Linked DNA regions of Mus musculus: region 1 is linked to region 2. The links are chromatin contacts, called in public Micro-C maps. All regions are on one chromosome and are shown on one strand. The core of a region is the stretch at or near the end of the contact, and the rest is flanking DNA. Distances in the headings are between cores, read along the strand shown.

Region 1 (4,427 bases), core at 688-3,187, 50 kb before region 2:
GTGGGGCTGAAGCCAGGACAAAACCACAAGAGAGCGAGCACTGCTCTTCCACTCAACAGAACACTTTGAGCTCTAACTATGCTGGATCACTTTTAGTTGCCAATATTTACCTGTTCTGCCAGACAGAAACAATGATTTCCTTATATTTCAACCTAATTTATTATAATTGAATGCATGAAATGATGGCATCTTAGTTTGTTCAGGAAAAGAAAAATCAAAGAGTTTAAGGGCCAGTACTGCTTAACATAAACCTGACTCATGAATCATGCTCATTGCATACTACATGAGGATCCTTATGTTCTACACACATACATACATACATACATACATACACACACACACAGAGTGTATATTATACTAGTATTCGATTATTTCTCCTAAATTTCTGATTTAGATAGCAAGAACTTTGACAATTTTTTATTCTTTGCATGCATAGATAAATAAGTGAAACATTGGATGAATATTTCTTTCACTGTAAATATTGATCAGTAAAAATCTGGGAAGTATTCTTAAACACTCTTCATGCAGTATGATAGCGTTGTAAAGTCTTCACACCTATGTTTCAACTCTATTCTCTATACAGTCCCTATACTAGTATAGTTGTAAATCACTAAAATGAGTTGCCTGTAGGGGTATCCAAAAATAGGAGATTTTTGAAAGGTATGCTGTCATTACAATTTCTCATTTCATGTTAATTTGAGTGGTACACCAAGCAAGACCTTCACAGCTAATCTGCAGCATAAATGATCTATTAGAATTCTTTATCACCTTCAAGATGTTTGGAGAAAGCTTAACTGCAAAATATCATTGTGAAATAAAATTCATAATCATATTATTATATTTTCTTTCTGGTACACTTAAATCACTGGGGAAGAGTTATCAGTTACCACTGTTAACTTCGTAACATGTCCTGAAATATTTGACTATCTATAATACAAGAAAATGAAGGGATCAAGTCCCCTATTCATTCCAAGTACAGTAAGTGGTGAAACAATTTTAAGAGAGAAAAAAAAACTATTTTAAGGCAGCAGGATCCAAATTTTCTGAAAGCTTGTATATCAGAAAGATCCCTAGTCTTTTTAAATCCTGAAACTGTTGTCACCACTGTTAAGATTTTTTTTTTCTTCCTTCCTTTGTTTTTTAAGTGAAATGTTGTCCTAGCGCGGGATTAAAATGGATGAAGAAAGGGAAAGAACTGGGAACAAAACAAAATCTGAAGCCATGGCTAAGGCACCAGGATAAAGTGAAGATAAGGAAGCAAAGCTGGCTTTTCCCTAGACCGTCCTCGTGAATAAACCATTAATGTTGAAGCTATTGTCCCTGCTGTAGAGCTCGCCAGGGACACTTCCTTGGGAGATGCTCCGGCATCTCTCCGAGCAAGGTGCGGTAGAAATGGAAGGAATGGACCTACGACTGTCCAAGGTGTGTGTCCAGAGCTCGCTGGAGGCAGGGCAGGTCCTGAGGGGTCAGCAAGAGCTGGCGACCCGGGCGTCGCGAACCTTAACCAAGAATACACTTTGCAAAGATAAGACTCGACCAGAGACACCTAGTGCCCACAGGAAACTCAGGGGTCCAGAAAGGACCCGACATGGTAGTTAGGCCTTGCAGAAGTGAGGACGCGGGGGCTCCAACCCCGCGGTGAAGTCGAGCACCGTGCCCGGCGGGCAGCCCGCGGCCACCGCTCCCGTAAGGGGCCGCCAGCTCCGCCCCGGGTGTCGGCGAGCGCGGGGACCTCGCTGCAGAGCCGGCCGGCCGGCCGCACTTGCCCCCAGACTCCAGGCCCCGGTCGCTCGGGCCCGCTGGAGCCCCGCGGTCGCATCCCCCTCGCGTCTCACCTTCCAGTCCGTCCATGACGCGCCGCCTCAGGCTCCGCAGGCAGCACCCGCCGCCGCCCAGTTCCTGCTGTAGCAACACGGCCGCACCTCCCACACTCTAACATCCCGGCCTCCTATTGGTCCGCGCGGGTGGGGGCGGGGTGACAGGGGCGGAGCTACTAAGGGCGGGGCTGCGCCTTCTGCCACCTCCCGAGGGACTCTCCTTCCACCAAGGTTTTTCCAACCACCCTCCCTGGAAACCGCAGCTACTTTTGTTGGCAATCCGAGATCCTTACACGCCTTTGTTCCACTTCAGCCACATTTAGGCTCACACCTTGTTTTCCAGCTTAGAATGCCTCCGCATCTCGGAGCTCCTCATCTCCAGTCAGTAAGAGAATGTCTTTTTAACAGGTCCCTCTGAGCTCTTGTAACAAGATAAGGGGGCCTTGGTCCAGCACCATCCCGTGTTCACTGCCCTTTTAAATCAAGCAACATCCTCTAGCCTTGTTCTTCAGACACAGCTCTATGGGCTAAGACATTGTTTCCTAGGTAAGTCATATTTTCTGTATGGGACTGTGGAACTGAGATTGCGCCAAACTTCTGAAACAGTTTTCTAACTATAAAAAGTTAGGCCCGAAATTAGAAATGAAACTTCCCCGTTGCACAATCTTTCCCTGGCCAGCACTATGCTTGCCCTCAACTGCAGTTCTGCATCTCATCAAGGCTGTACTGTACTGAGCGCTTTAAACTGGGAAGCTAACCTATCAAGGCACAAAGGTGTCTTTCTGTCAGAGTCAAAATGGAATCCAACCACTCAAACGGTTTTGCTTCACAGTCTAACACATTTTACCCTTACTAAAACTCTTCGAAAATTTTACTTAGCAAGAATAAACCAATCATATTGTTTACTGATTCTGGGGTGTCCATTACTAAGTTATCAATATATTTTGTTCGTAACAAGTCTTACACTGTTTTCTTGTTGAGCAGTTTAATTCAAAAGTTGTCTTAATTCTGTATACACTTAAATATGTCAGTAACTCTCTGATTTTGTTTAAACAAGCAAACGCCAAGAGGTCTTATCTGTGAGAAGACGCTCACAGTGGGTGTGAAGACCGTAGAGTCCGAGTCTGGTACAGAATAGTATAAGAAACTTCCATTCTGCAATTATCTCATGAGTCCTTTCCTTGTTCTGCTCTGGGCTTCCCTGACTTCTGAGTTTCTGGGACCTCCATGCAGGCAACCAACCTAGTTACCCTATATTGGTGTAGAGAGCCCCGCCACCACCAGTCCCCTGGCCATGCTTCTAAGACAAAATCAGATGAGGTTGAGGACAGCTTTCATAAGAATGCCCAAAAAAATAAAAAGAACACAAAAAGAATTATCAAAATAAAGAAGACATTTACTTTGCATATTGCAAGTTTAGACAAATATTAGGATGATGGACACAAGCCTTATTAGCCATAAAATCTACAGTAACATCAATAACAATAATAAAAATAGCAACAATAACAAAAGTACCTTAAGAGGCCCTGCCATCTAGAAGCCTTACAGGTGTGGCTGCTATATCACATGTCTGCCAGTAGATGGCAGAGAGGAGAGAAGCTATGTCTAGTTCAGTGTTCTGACCCATGAATAATTTACCTCACATTTCTGGAAAAAGGCCTGTCAGAAAAGCTACCAGTCTGGCATGAGGGGCCTGTCGGGGGCAGGGGTGGGGGGATGGGGAAGCATACAGTGTCCAGGGCTGAGATGACCATCAGAATGGTGCCATGGGGTCTGGGCAGAGAGGTATCCTGAGATGATTGCCAGTGGAGGGCTATGCAGGCCTAAGGGGATAGGCCATGCCTGACAGGACCCCTGACTAGCACCATAACGCATGAACAGGGCATTGTACTCCTGAGACAACCCCAGACATTCAGAGACCCTAGGTGCTAGTAAGAGGAGCAAGTAAGCGGTAGAGAATTGGAAGACAAAGAGAAACAGAAGGGTATGGGCACACGAGGAGAGGCAGAACTGGAGTGAGGAACATCCTGATGTGAGTAGCCTGTGATGTCATCTGGGACCATGGTGATGTAGTCCCGCATTGTTACAGAAGGCCATGTCTGGGTCCATAGCCATACAGTAACAGAACTCTGTTACCTCCAAAGGCAAAGTGAAGGATGCCCCTGTTCTGGGCTGCTGCCCAGAGAAAGGTTGATGTTTGAAGGCTGTACAGAACTGGCCCAATCCTTCACCAAAGCATCCTGTGATAGTGGGTCCTGGGATCATGAAAGCAGGAAAACTGGCCTTGCTCCTTATCTGCTGCAGCACTCAAAAGAGCAGTCCCTATACCTCACCTGAGCAGCACAGTATAGCTGGGGGTTGTGGGGGTTGTGAGTGAGCTAGCCCTAAGGGCACAAGTGTAGGAGAGCTGGCACTGCCTCTTGTCTGTTGGGTTGTTGTGCAGAGGAAGTAGAGATACCCTCCTCCCCTCCTTCATCTCTTACCATCTATGGCAGGTAGGAGATCTGGCCCCTGGGTAAAGAGAGTGGGAGAACTGACCATGTCCCTCACAGACTGCAACACTCGGGAGAGTCACCCTGTAGCTCACTTGGGCAGCAAGATAGAGCTGGT
Region 2 (4,182 bases), core at 1,124-3,623:
CTGATTAAACAAGGAGACAAAGGCATAAAAACACAAGACAAAACTCATTTCCAAAGTCACAGGATGACAGAGGTATATTTATTTTCCTCCAATTTTCATTTTCCTTTATTTTTGCATTTTTAGAGGGTTTGGGAAACACCTCAATAGTTAATGCCTGAGGACATTTTTTCAAGAGTAAATTAACACAGAGAGAAGAGAACATATTTTTAGCACTTTGTTATGATCTTCAAAAAATTACAAAATTGAATTTACAAAGCTCAGCAGCCTGCCTGGCATCTGCTTCAGTGTCCAGCACAACTGTGGTAATGCCTAGCAAAGAACAATGGCCCACGAACCCCAGGGATCTCCAGCTCTGAGTGTCACTACTGTTCTTGCTCCTCTGGTAGATACCAGTCCTTGTGATTCAGCTCCAGGAAGGCATCAAGCCCGGCTATCTCCTTGAGGTACTGAGTGAGCTTCATCAGTTCCTTGTCTTTATCACAGTTTAGATGAGCTTTCACGAAAGGCCTTATCTTCAGTTCATTTTGTGGATTCATTAGAAAATTTTTTTCCTATGTCATCAAACATAGTGGTCTTTTATTGGTTTTCTTTTTTGTTTTTTGTTTTGTTTTGTTTTTGTTGTTGTTTTTGTTTTTTGTTTTTTTGTCTTAGCTGTAGAATTCAGAAAACTTTTTCCAACGACACCAAGAGGCTTCATATCAATGAGCCCTCTTCGTGGTGTGTGCACAGTTACCATGACAGCACTGTCCAGCATGAAGGTAATTTTATAGTTGGCATTTGTGCTCACTCCCAGTTCTTTCATTTTAGCTTCAATCCACTTCATATTTGTTGTAGACCAAGTAACAATGTCATAATCTTCATATGCAGATGTTAGAAATTCATGAAGATATGGTCTCATTAACTCGACCCCAGTCTCTGCACAGGACTTATGATCAAAGCTAGTGTATAATCACCATCCTGCACCAGGAGCTTCCTCCCTTCCCTGGGAGGGCTCAGCACTTCCACTTTGTACTCCTTGACTCTGTCAGAGATCTTCAGGAGGTTTTCCTCCCTATTTTCTACTTCAACTACTCCATCTTCAAAATCACTGATGACATCATCATTGTCCGGGGAGGACATAAGATGTCTTCCAAGCTCTCCTCACCAGTTCCCATCATCATGATTTTAGTACTTGGTTTCAGTTTTGAGAACTCCAAGATTAACATCATTTTCTGCAGGTTTGCCACTAACTTTGAGCACTAGTAATTTCTGATGCTCTGCGAGCACTCCCATAAAGGGTCTTGAGGAACTGCTTGGGATCCAGCGTAGTATCATCTTCTGAGAGCGTGGTCACTGAGTATTCCCGACAACCCCACTTCAGAGTGATGGCGAGTGCCATTCTTCAAGCATATGAAGCAGGAGCTTTCTGTCAGAACAAAACACGTGGAGCGCTGCAGAATCAGCAATGGCGGATGAAAATGCTGGTTGCAGTAGAACCAAAGGAGACCAGAAGTCTCCTCTCCCTACTTGATCCTTTCATTCTTACACCTCATCCCTAGCCCACCCATAAAATCTATTCTATTTGCCCTCCAGTAAGAACCATGTCTTCCCCCTAGTCCCTTTCTTTATACCTAATCTTTCTGGGCCCATGGAATGTAGCTTGACTATCACTTATTTAATGACTAATATTCACATACATACACATTATATTTATCTCTCTGGGTCTGTGCTACCTCACTCAGGATGATTTTTTTTCTAGTATGCCTGCAAATTTCATACTTTCATTTTTATATTATTTTCTTTATTCATTCTTCTGTTGAGGAACACCTAGCTTGTATCTGGCTCTTATGAATACAGCAGCAATAAATATGGTTAAGCAAGTGTGTGACACTAATTTTGGAAGAGCTTATACTTGTTTGGAATTGTGGCACTTGGTGGTGACTACCCTGATGACTCTGTCATAGATCATGGATGACTCAGGGAAATTCTTTAATAATCGAGGTGAGGAAGACTCTGAACAGCATCGCTATGTCGCTATCCTCTGTCTGAAACAACACTGGCTCTCTAATGACTCAGTTATTTCCATACTTGGAACAAACTTGATATCCAGTCACATCTTTGCAAATTAAGATTGGTGTCTCTTTTCTGTTCTTTCATTCTCTTACAAAAGCTGAGTGGTACTTGGGAAGAAAGTAGCCATTGTGCAGAACATGATGAACAAAAAGACTGGAAGGAAACTGGGTTTGTAGGATGGAGCAGGCACACAGCTGTGTATTCTCAAATGTGAGAACAATGAAGATCTCAAATGAGGAAGAGCAGTGGTGTAAGAGTAGGGGAAAAGGAATATGGACACCATGTCTGGGAGGAGGCCTGTGGGGAACCTGTCAGTGGGAGGCTAGTGGGCTGGATGGGAAGAAAACAAATCAAGAAAGAAGACAACTGCCAGCGGGTGGTGTCAGATTGACCCAAGAAGGGAAGGAACAGATGGTCATGTTTTTCCTTCTCAATTGTGAAGTGCTGTCTTTGGAGAATCAGATTCATTGAAAATATTCTTTTATGAGCTAGAGACACAACAGAGTGCTGTCTGAGAGCAGAGAAATGAAACTCCATTGTAAGGCAGTTCCAATAGATGATGGCCAATGTGTATGAATATTTAGCATGTCTAAAATTTGTTTGCTTGGAATTTAGTATAGTAAGGGGCTCTTGAATTTTACTCTTTTTTCCTGTTTTATCTTGTTGACCAGTTATGATACAGTATAACAGATGATTATGTCCTACATTTGCTACAGGGGAAACATCCATTGAAGACACTAAGTCTGAATTTGCTTGCTGAATGTTTTCCAATGCCTTGAATGTGATAAACGCATATAGCCAAAAAGACAAGCAAATGCTTTTTCTTCAGAACACAGTTGATGAGACCAAAAAATTTAATGATGATAAGTTGGAGTGAAAATTGCAAAACTATAAGGAAAAATAAGTAGACTTGGGAATTCTGTTTAATCTTGTACAGAAAAAAAAATGAAGTCTGAGCAGGGGTCCCCATTAGGACAACATTTATGCAGTTCATTGAATGTGTAAGTTCAAGCTGATGCCTGCATGAAGACTTTCCATCTACACTCCTGTCCAGTGCTTCTCAACCTTACTCATGCTGTGAATCTTTAATACAGTTCCTTAGTTCCTGGTAATCCTCAGCCGTAAAATTAATTTTTGTGGTTACTTAGGATTGCAATTTTGCTACAGTTATGAATCATAATTAAATGTCAAATATGTGTGCATCGGTCTGCACCAGGTCATCTGTGGATGTGTTGTAGCTGCTAACTTGGAACTTTTGTGAGACCCCTAACAATGGGAGTGGGTGTTGTTGAGTCTTTTGCTTGCTTTTGAGACTCCTGTTCTTCTTTTGGGTTAGCTTGACCAGCCATCATATAAGGGTGTTTGCCTTTCTTTAGTGTGTCTTGTTTTGTTATGTTTGGCTGTCATCTATTGGAGGCCTGATCTTTACTGAAGAGGAAACAGAGAGGGAGTAGATCTAGGAGAAGCAGGGTATGGAGCTGGGAGGAGTGTTGAGAGGGTAAACTATAATTGGCATGTATATTATGCAAGACAACTCTATTTTCAATTAAAAAATCAATTGAAATCTGTTACTAGTTTCACAGCATTCTCACATATGTGATCTACAGATAATTACAAGGGAAATAGGGGATAGAATCCTAGTGGTCAGCAAGATTGTATTAGAGTAGGAGCCAACTGATAATCTATCAGCAAGATTGTATTAGAGTAGGAGCCAACTGATAATCTGGGATTGTCAAGGAACAGCCTCTGCTTGGAAGGAGCTCTGAGGAAGGGGTGCTTGGGAGCAGCAAAAGAAATGACTCAAAGTCAGTGAGGTGGGTGCAAAGCGACCCTGGTGTTTTGCTTGAGACAGCTCTTTAGACAGTTCAATTAGATAGCTCAGCTCTTGCAGACCAAAGCCCAGTTTTTTTTGGTTTTGTTTTTTTTTGTTTTTAATCAATTCAATTGTTTACCCACGTTCCCTTTTGATTATCCCATGAATCAGCATTCTCTGACCTTAGCCATTTAATTCTTAGAAAAAGAGACCAAGTATAAATTTCTTTAAATACATAAGAATGAATTAAGAGATCTGCCTGCTTTTGGAAACAGACATTAAGTTAGCTGGGTAGAATCCCGTTCTGAGATCAACAC

What was found. Hi-C and Micro-C count contacts between places; a contact is called where the count stands out from the background.
Region 1: a contact with region 2 is called in a Micro-C map of muscle stem cells, with 9 times the contacts expected there. The contact joins the promoter of Zc2hc1a here to the enhancer-like site in region 2. A contact is called at or near these places in 3 of 484 Hi-C or Micro-C datasets (cortical neurons, muscle stem cells and myocytes) and 3 of 9 other capture datasets (adipose tissue, embryonic stem cells and pancreatic islet).

Annotation. Positions count from the first base shown.
Region 1 is chr3:7,500,936-7,505,362 of GRCm38.p6, reverse strand. Zc2hc1a (zinc finger, C2HC-type containing 1A) reads right to left here and starts at 1,937. Exons shown (of 9, transcript NM_173181.3): 1 at 1,836-1,937. The coding sequence starts at 1,851. It also overlaps the pseudogene Gm23592.
Region 2 is chr3:7,451,717-7,455,898 of GRCm38.p6, reverse strand. It overlaps the pseudogene Gm8826. Among named protein-coding and RNA genes, the nearest start is that of Zc2hc1a, 50 kb to the left of the region's middle. Within about 2 kb of position 2,373, at least 6 of the 459 cell types and tissues checked have an H3K27ac peak or open chromatin away from gene starts, as enhancers often do. A contact at or near this core is called in muscle stem cells, where this site is marked.